3 separate regions of the Sus scrofa genome follow, and all the other regions are linked to region 3. A link is a contact called in public Hi-C and promoter capture Hi-C data. All regions are on one chromosome and are shown on one strand. The core of a region is the stretch at or near the end of the contact, and the rest is flanking DNA. Distances in the headings are between cores, read along the strand shown. Region 1 holds the start of SERBP1 (plasminogen activator inhibitor 1 RNA-binding protein). Region 2 overlaps LOC110261213 (a long non-coding RNA gene). Region 3 holds the start of GADD45A (growth arrest and DNA-damage-inducible, alpha).

Region 1 (2,875 bases), core at 201-2,700, 240 kb after region 3:
AAAGGGTTAAAGCACTACAATCTTCCAAATTGCACCTGAACTATTTTCAAAGAGGCATGATGAATATGGTCAAAAACTCCTTGTCCTTTTTCTTGGAAGGAGCCAGGGTCTCTGTGTGAGATGGAGGTGTGTGCCACAGGGAGGTGTGTGCGAGGCAAAAGAGAAATAGGTGACTTTGAGGAATGGGGGCTGGATTTGGAAATTAGAAAACCACTAGGCTTGCTGCCACAGGACTGTAATATGACTCTTTTATTTCCCATGTTAAGGAATTGACTTGAATTCCTCTCAGAAATCGATAAGATTGCATTTGGCCATGTTACATACCCTGCTTGACAAGCAACAATATTTAGATTTTATCAAATATTGGAAATGAACTGATAATTGACTGGCTTCTATCAAAAGGTAGCATTTGGATTAAAAAGGATGTCAAGCGTCTCAGAGTGGAATTAGAAGACTGGGTTAACTCCTGGCACTAGCATTTACAGAAGTGTAAACTTGGTAAATCTTTTCACCTCTGAAATGGTTTTAATTTGTGAAAAGGGAAACCTACCTAACAGGTTGTTGACATTAAGGTCATTCATAGCCTCTGAACATAGAGATGCATTTTTTTCCCCTATATTTTGCGTTACTGGAAAAAGGTTTAAAAATTATGACAACACATTTAAACTTAGTGTTACCAAATATGCTTGAATATGCATCGACACTCTATGATCTCAAAGGACTTTAATATTTTCAACTAATAATGACAGTCAATTCGCTGACATTTTCCTCCCCTCAATGCACTTTTTAGCACACCACACATTCATTCGGTTGCTCTAAAATGTTACTTCTTTGGCACATTTTACAAACACCCAATCTGTACCTTTCCGGACACTAACGGACAATCAGATTGACTCTAGAAAGTGTTTCTTCTATAAGCAACGCCTTTTCGAGGTTTGCCCAGGGTCTGGCTAGCGCCGCACTGTCGGGAGTTAACAGCAAATAAAGCACCGGTCGCAAGCGCGCAACACTCACATATAATACTTCAACTTGTCTTTTAGGTTAATTCTGCTGCTCGAGTTCAAGTCCCCGCGAGAGGAAGCGTATTCCGCTTCACATTAAGCAGAAGAGTCTCGATTCATTAATGGGGCTGCAGGAGGGAGACGCCAGCAACTGAGTAGCTGGGGCACTTGGAAGAGAGCGGCACCTCTGCAACCCCTCGAAGTTTGTTTCCATTTATAAGACTGGTAGCCACCTTGACCCTCCTAGAGAGGTGGGGAAAGTTAGCCCTGGACCGGAGGCGGGAAGTAAAACCGAAGACTGAGAACTTTCGCGAGGAAAACACGCCTTCACGTTTTCCTGTTTTCAGCGCAGCTCAAGACCCAGAGAGTTTAAGGGTGGTGAGAGCAGGTGGCAGAACTCCGCCCACCACCGCGCTTCTCCTCCCTCAGCTTGCACGCTCCACTCCCTCGGTGAGGTCCCGCCTCTGAGGCGCGCGCGAAGAGTTGTCGCGCCGTGAACTCTGGGAATCGTAGTGCTGGCTCTGGGAATCGCCACGGGAAAAGCGACTCTTGCCTACATACCCCGTGGTGCCTTGCGGCGCTGGCCGCTACCGGATGTGTGCCTGGCGCCGGAAGAGAAGACGGCCCCCCTCTCGCAGCCCGGCCATCTTGTGGGAAGAGCTGAAGCAGGCGCTCTTGGCTCGGCGCGGCCCGCTGCAATCCGTGGAGGAACGCGCCGCCGAGCCACCATCATGCCTGGGCACTTACAGGAAGGCTTCGGCTGCGTGGTCACCAACCGATTCGACCAGTTATTTGACGACGAATCGGACCCCTTCGAGGTGTTGAAGGCAGCAGAGAACAAGAAAAAAGAAGCCGGCGGGGGCGGCGTTGGGGGCCCTGGGGCCAAGAGCGCAGCTCAGGCCGCAGCGCAGACCAACTCCAACGCGGCGGGCAAACAGCTGCGTAAAGAATCCCAGAAAGACCGCAAGAACCCGCTGCCCCCCAACGTTGGCGTGGTTGACAAGAAGGAGGAGACGCAGCCGCCTGTGGCGCTTAAGAAAGAAGGTAAAGCTGTGGTGGAAGCCACGGAGACCCGGGATGGAGGGAAGGACTGAGGGGACTTGTAGCTACCACTTGCTTCTGGGGTCCGAGGGTCCACGGGAGGCTTTGCCGCCGATTTTCTCGCGTTTCCCCCACACGACAAAGCCAGGTCTTCCGAAGGTGCTGGGAGCGTGGTAGCCCCAAGTTCAAACCGCCGCCTGCAAGGATCCTGGAGCCACCCCCTTCCCGCCTCAGCCTCTGAGCGGAGGAGCGTGGTCCGGAGACGAGCTGCTGCTCGAGCGTGCTCGGGATCCTGAGAGGCTCTTGTCTTCCCGCCGGATTCCTGGGCGGGCGGGCAGGCGCATGGACCGGGGCTCGGGGAAGGGAGCTGCTTCCACGGGCATTTGTAGTTAGCGGGGCAGCAGGGACTCGGCGGCTTCTTCCTGTCGGAGCTCTCCTGCAGCCTGCTGCTTCGAGGTGCGATTGTCTCTCTTAGGCTCCTGTCCTGCCATCTTGTCCCAGGATGGCGCGAGGTACCCTGAGCAAAGCCGGGGGTCGGAGTTTCCACCAAAGCTACCCATCCTCTCGAGCCTATCGGATATCGTGGAGAAAGCTGCCTTTCTTTGTAGGTGCCGCATGTGGCTTTATTTTTCCCTCTTCGTCCCTTTAATCGTTACAAACTTAATAACTGGCTGGAAGGAGTTAAGCTGTTGGGAGGGAGAGAAATTTGGCCACTCCGGGTTGAACAGGAGCGGGAATTCCCACTGACGACCGGTGATAGCACCTGAGGCTCGTCCTGGGATTATGATCCTTTCCCCCCCGTAGGACCCCTTCCCGCAGGCGCTGTTTCATGT
Region 2 (2,858 bases), core at 167-2,666, 140 kb after region 3:
AAGGTTGAGATAGTTAGTCATTGATTCATCAAGCATGTACTGAATGCCTAACCTGGGCCAAAGCCTGGGTGCGAGAGGAATGAAAATCAGCAAGACAAGATCCCTGTACTCCAGCAGCTTCTTTGTCAGGAAGGCAATGCAGGAATTCCCAATCCTGGATGAAACCCTTGATTTCCTGGGGAGCTTTTAAAAAAATATTGATGTCTGGGCCTCACCTCCAGTGGTTCTGATTTAATGACGCTAAGCTGGGACCCCAGACTTTGTTGTTGTTGTTGTTTAAATAGTAAACTTATTTTAGAAGGTATAGATTTACAGAATTATGACGAATGTAATAGAGAGCATTCCTATGAATGCCATGCCTCGTTTCCCCTGCTATTAACATCTTACATCAGTATGGGACATTTGTCACAATTAATAAACCAATATTAATGCACTATTATTAACCAAAGTCCACACTTTATTTCAATTTCCTCGGCTTTCCCCTAAGGTCCTTTTCCTGTCCCAGAAACTTACCCAGGTCACCTCATTACACTTAGTCATCACGTCTTCCGAGGCTACGTTTCAGTGACAGTTTCTTGGCTTTGGTTTCATCTTCTTTTGTTTAACTCTTCAGAGTCTATTATGCAGCCAGGGTTGAGAACTTCTGGCCTGGGATCAAAAGCATGGAACTTCTAGAGGGGAGCTGTCTAGGTTCAACTTCTGGCTGGGCTACTTAACAGCTAGGAGAACTTGGGGTGAGAAGCAATCCCACAGAGCCCCCATTTTCTGACGTGTAAAATGGGAATACAAATAGTAGCTTACCCCATAAGTTGTGAAGGTCAAATGAGGCCAGTGTTTCTCAACTTTCTTACATCATAGCGCCCAGAGAAAAAAAATACAGTATTCATATTGTGTCCTGGCACAACACACACGTTATTGTGGCATAAATGGGTGAATCTGCTCACAGCCAGGGGTAAGGGGATCGAAGGTTGAGCCACCTATCACTCTTCTATGCTGGGTTAGGAAGTTCTGGGCTGACACCCACAGAAGCACTTAGACCCCACCTCGGCCCATGTGAGCCATCCATTAACATTTTCCAGAAATGTGGAAGCAACAGACCTGCAAAGAGCAAGGAGCAGCGCGGACTGGGGCAGTAACAGTGAAAGTAAGGGCAGTACTTCCAAGCTCATTTGTAAGGACCTGCTGCCTTTCCAAAGCAAATGAGTGTTGTCTCTGGAGCAGAAGGGAACTGCTCTCGCTTCCTAAAGGACTCTGGGTGACCAGCTATGGACAAACCCTAGGGCACCTCCTTACACTGTGAGGAAGAAGAGCAACCATGCTGCTGGCACGCGCAAGACAGAAAGCCTGGCAAATTAAGTGGTGGCACTTGGAAACTGAAGACAAAAGATTTCATGTCAAGAGCCTCCTTGTTCCTTCTGCTGGCTACTTCCTCTCTGGCGCCACCCTCTGGTGTCAGCTAGGTCAAGCAGAACTTCCAAAGCTGGTAAGTTGTTTTGTTTTTTAATGGAGTGCTTTTTTTTCTCTCACTTTTTAGGGCCACACCCACATCATATAGAAGATCCCAGGCTAGGGGTCAAATCGGAGCTAGAGCTGCCAGACTAAACCACAGTCACAGCAACGTGAGATCCTTAACCCACTGAGCAAGGCCAGGGATCGAACCCCGTATCCTCATGGATATCAGTCGTGTTCGATTCCACTGAGCCACAATGGAAACTCTGAGTTTTTTCCCTTATTACAAAACCTAAGACTTGAGAATACCAAATAAAATCAATTTCTAGGGGAAAAAAATAAAAACTCTCAATAGGAAAAAAGTTATAACACTGTCCGGGCCATTGCAGAACCCAGAGGATATATTCAAAAATTGAAAAATTGAGACGTTCCCGTCATGGCTCAGTGGAAACAAATCCGACTAGTGAACCATGAGATTGCAGATTTGATCCCTGGCCTTGCTCAGTGGGTTGAGGATCCGGCGTTGCCCTGAGCTGTGGTGTAGGTCGCAGAAGTGGCTCGGATCCCGCATTGCTGTGGTCCTGGCATAGGCCAGGGCAACAGCTCCGATTAGACCCCTAGCCTGGGAACTTCCATATGCCACGGGTGTGGCCCTAAAAGGACAAAATATTTAAAAATTTTTTTTGAAAAATTCTAGGGGCTTGATGATTTCCTTTTGACACAAAATGACCTAATACATTTGCAATTTGTGGTTCTTGGTATTGAGGTTCATAGGAAGCTAGAAAGTCTTCAAGCCTTGAGCTGAATTCCATGAGGAGTTATCTGGCTTTTGAATCAGTTTTTCTTTATCTAAGAGGTGACAGCAGCAACAGCACCCACCTTCCAACAGCTTCTTTCTGGACATGGTGAGCCTGCAGAACCACCAGAGTTTCACCCACCTGGGAGCCAAGAGACTCGGAGACCACTGCATGCGTGGCAGCTGGGAGTCGCCCAGCCACATCCCCTGCATCTTTCCAGCCAGCTTTGAATGCAATGTTTGGATGAGTGGGATCAAAGATTCTCTCAGCATCTGCTCCTGTTTCTGGGCAAGAACTGCAGCCAGCACGGAGGAAATGGGAGCTCCAGGCCCGCTCATGGACCGAAGGCTCTGCTGCCCAAAGAGGCTGGATCACAGGATGAGGGCTGTGCCCACTGGAGGCATATTTGTACGGGGCAAAGACATTAATCATCCAGCCGAGCGTTGTTACCTCAAAGTTGATCTTGGGATCAACCTCTGGGTTCAAATATCCCAGTTCATCTTCAGTAACAGAAAATCTTTCATTTATTTTTTCTTATTTGATAGGCGTGTATTTCTTGAGGCTGAAGAAATTAGAGATGTGAAAGATTGTGAACTTTAGATGGTTATCTCT
Region 3 (3,184 bases), core at 601-3,100:
CCTACACCATTTCTATTTTTAGCTCGGACTGGCAGAGAATGAGGCTGACTCCTTAATGAGGGTGAGCCAGGAATTTATTTGGCTTTATCTAATCTGCCCTGCTAAAGGAATTAGTCACGGGAGGTAGTGCAGATGTAGGTAGGGAGTAGCTGGGCTGACAATGCTGACTCACAAGGATCCCTTCCGCTTCTGGCAGCTTCCAACGTGCTTAGACATGTTCTGTACCAGAGAAAATCCCGATGATGAAACTAGCACATCTCGGCTGAAAGTCCAGCCACACTCTATAACAGGGCAAAGGCGCCTCGTTCTTGACCGCCACCCATTCCAGATCTGCAATCAGGCGACTCTTAGCCCATCTGGACTTCCTGCCAGGACTCTAACCCCGACCTGGCTGCAGTCCCCTTCTCCCTTACCGTCACCAGCACGCAGTGCAGGTCCGGGGGCTGCTCTGCGCCCTCGCTCGCGGTGGGGCCCGCGTCCGTCTCCAGGAGCAGGAGCTCGGCCAGCCGGCCGGGGTTGCTGACTCGTAGGATGTCGATGTCGTTCTCACAGCAAAACGCTTGGATCAGGGTGAAGTGGATCTGCAGAGCCACGTCCCTGTCGTCGTCCTCGTCCGCCGCCAGCAGGCACAGCACCACGTTATCCGGGTCGCTGCGAGCAGGGACCCGGCCGGTGAGCCCAAAGGCACGACCCGCTGCGTGGGAGCCCGCACCCCCCGCCCGGGTCGAGGGGGATCGCGCCCTGGCCCGCTCGCTGCCCCTCGGACAGACACGGGGCAGGTGGAAAGTGGCAGGAAGGAGCGCTGCAGGGTGAGGGGCGCCCCGCGAAGGCGACCTCCCGGGGCTGAGGCGGGAAGGAGTACCACGAGAGACACCCCAGGGCCACACTTACACGTTAAGCAGCTTGGCCGCCTCGTACACCCCGACGGTGATTGTGCGCTGACTCAGGGCTTTGCTGAGCACTTCTTCGAGGGCATCCCCCACCTTATCCATCCTACGAGCAGGCAGAGCGAAGAGGGTCCTGTCAGCCCGGGGCCACGCCTGGCCGTTACCGCCCCCTCGCCCTGCACCCTCCCTCCCGAGTGCAAGGGCCATCGCGCACTCGGCCTTGTGCAAAACCCGGCGCTCTCCCGGCTGTCATCCTCCCATGACCCCTCCTACGTCCAGAGTCCTGTGAGAAACCCCGTGAGTGGCACCCGCCACCCTCTCCTGAGGGCAGTGCCAGTCGTTGGCGCTGGGCTCAGCCACAGGCTGCCGGCCTCAGGAGCCACAAGGGCAGGGATGGTCACTTCTGCCCTTTGCAAAAGCTTAAAGGGGTTCGACCGGCGTGGAAGGGGGGGCACGCTCTTTACGTCCACGCGCGCCTCTGGAGTGTTCCCAGGGAAGAAAGGCGGGAGAGAAGGTGCCCTCGGCAAACTTTTAACCTCTGGCCCCCCGAAAACCGTGCACAGCCCAGCAGCGCTAAGGTGCATGCAGTGGACGACGAGCAGAGCTCAGGCAGAGGCGCCGGCCCACTTACCTTTCAGTCTTCTGCTCTCCAGCCGAGAATTCCTCCAAAGTCATATTGCAACTGCAAGTCCCCTACTGAGAGAGAGCGGCGTGCGGGTTGCTCCTGCCACCGCGAGCGCGCGGGCGCCTGTTCTCTGCGCTCCCTCGTAGGCTACTCCAGCGCCCGCTGCCGCCGCGCCGTCCGCCCCTCCCGCCCCACTCGATCGCTCGCTGGCCTCCTTAGGGCTCGCGGGCCCCCGCCTCGCCTCGGGCCACGACACCGACACGGCAGCTGCCTCACAGCCACTGAAGGACAAAGGCCCCGCTCGCCAGAGTTATCCTGCCAACTCCCAGCCAACCAGCACCCGCTTTATTTGCATACGCGCAGCTATTGGGCTATGCAAATCAGCCTGTTCCAACAATTTGACCCCAGCTGCTGAAACAAGGCTGTGAGGAGCGGAAGGGGGAGGAGCCACGTGAAAGGCGAGCCTAAGGGGCGGGGCTGGGCCGGGGCAGGGAAGGGGGGGCGGGGTCCCGAGCGGACTGTCTTAGCCTGAAGGCGGGGCGGATGGGAGAGGCGGTGTTTGCGGTGGTTGCGGGGGTGGGGGGGGTGTCTTCAGCTTGGGCTGGAGTAAGCTGCCAAATGTTTTTCTAGTTGGTGCACATTTTTTTTCTTTATTGTCGTTTCATGTCTTTTGTGTTTGGGGGCTGCTATTAAGATCTATTTTCAGGGTTAATGCGTCCAGGTCTAGTAATTCTTAATAAGCAGGTTACATAAAAAGTGTCCAGACCTCTGGGGCAAAGTTTACCTCAGAAGTGTTGTTTATTTAAGTTTCGGCAAAGCTGCTTATTAGTAGTAGTATTATTTCGGTGCCCTGATGGCTGGTTTGATTTATTTTTGGAAGGTTGCAAGGGTTGGAAGCTCAAAAAAGAAAAATCAACACATTTGTGTCTGGTGGTGGCAGGGAACCAAGCTGGAATCCTTTCCACACAAAGCGGAACGGCGTCCCACCTGCCCGGGGTAACTCTGGAAAACCATGTTGAGGAGGAGCTGGTTACCACATGTGTGTATCCTAGCCTTACAGCCCCAGTTCACCTTTCTCAGACAGCCTTTCCCAAAGGAGGATCCTTCTGCAGGACACCAGTTAAGACACAAATGTCTGACACCCACACAAGCAGTGTGTCTAAATTCAAGATGCTTTCAATATGCCCTCAGCTTCCTTGCATAAAGCAAGTATGTCACTACCTTCCACAGGGAGCCTATGATCTCACTGTGAATTGTTGATGTTAGAGACTGAATCATGAAGCTGCAGTTATAGGACTTTTCAGTCATATGCTAAAATTTCACCTTTGAGGTAATGGCAACTTGTGGGTGGAAAGAAAGCAGTAGTTATACATTTTTTAAAAGCCAGCTCGAATGTATAGATTTTCACTGAATAGGTTGAAAGTTCTGTCCTTTGTTTTACGAGTTTATGCAATAAATTCAAAAATAAGTGTTAAACCTACTGAAGTCACCAAAAGTGGTAAAAATGCTCACTTGCATTCAAAACGATGCTTGCATCCGACAAAGATCACAGAAGTAATTTTTTGCTAAGCTACATGAGTTTTTGCACCCGTATGTTTGCATCATTCTAGACAAAATATTCTCCAGCTCTCTTGATCTTAATTTAGTGGAAAAGAAAAGTGATCGGTCAGTT

What was found. Promoter capture Hi-C pulls out the DNA fragments that hold promoters and counts their contacts. A called contact is a pair of places that touch in the nucleus more often than the background predicts.
Region 1: a contact with region 3 is called in a promoter capture Hi-C map of fetal liver, with 2.3 times the contacts expected there. The contact joins the promoter of SERBP1 here to the promoter of GADD45A in region 3. A contact is called at or near these places in 1 of 5 promoter capture datasets (fetal liver), 2 of 47 Hi-C or Micro-C datasets (embryonic fibroblasts and heart right ventricle) and 1 of 2 datasets of contacts at active chromatin or transcription factors (alveolar macrophages).
Region 2: a contact with region 3 is called in a Hi-C map of subcutaneous adipose tissue, with 2.2 times the contacts expected there. The contact joins the enhancer-like site here to the promoter of GADD45A in region 3. A contact is called at or near these places in 1 of 5 promoter capture datasets (liver), 14 of 47 Hi-C or Micro-C datasets (adipocytes, blood, embryonic fibroblasts and 8 more) and 1 of 2 datasets of contacts at active chromatin or transcription factors (skeletal muscle).

The regions. Positions count from the first base shown.
Region 1 is chr6:145,185,101-145,187,975 of Sscrofa11.1, forward strand. It overlaps SERBP1 (plasminogen activator inhibitor 1 RNA-binding protein), which reads left to right and starts at 1,451. Exons shown (of 8, transcript XM_003127935.4): 1 at 1,451-2,045. The coding sequence starts at 1,733.
Region 2 is chr6:145,079,080-145,081,937 of Sscrofa11.1, forward strand. All of the region lies in intron 1 of LOC110261213 (a long non-coding RNA gene), which reads right to left. Among named protein-coding and RNA genes, the nearest start is that of SERBP1, 110 kb to the right of the region's middle. Within about 2 kb of position 1,417, at least 21 of the 83 cell types and tissues checked have an H3K27ac peak or open chromatin away from gene starts, as enhancers often do. A contact at or near this core is called in retroperitoneal adipose tissue and subcutaneous adipose tissue, where this site is marked.
Region 3 is chr6:144,942,239-144,945,422 of Sscrofa11.1, forward strand. GADD45A (growth arrest and DNA-damage-inducible, alpha) reads right to left here and starts at 1,851. Exons shown (of 4, transcript NM_001044599.1): 1 at 1,519-1,851; 2 at 892-993; 3 at 414-651. The coding sequence starts at 1,562.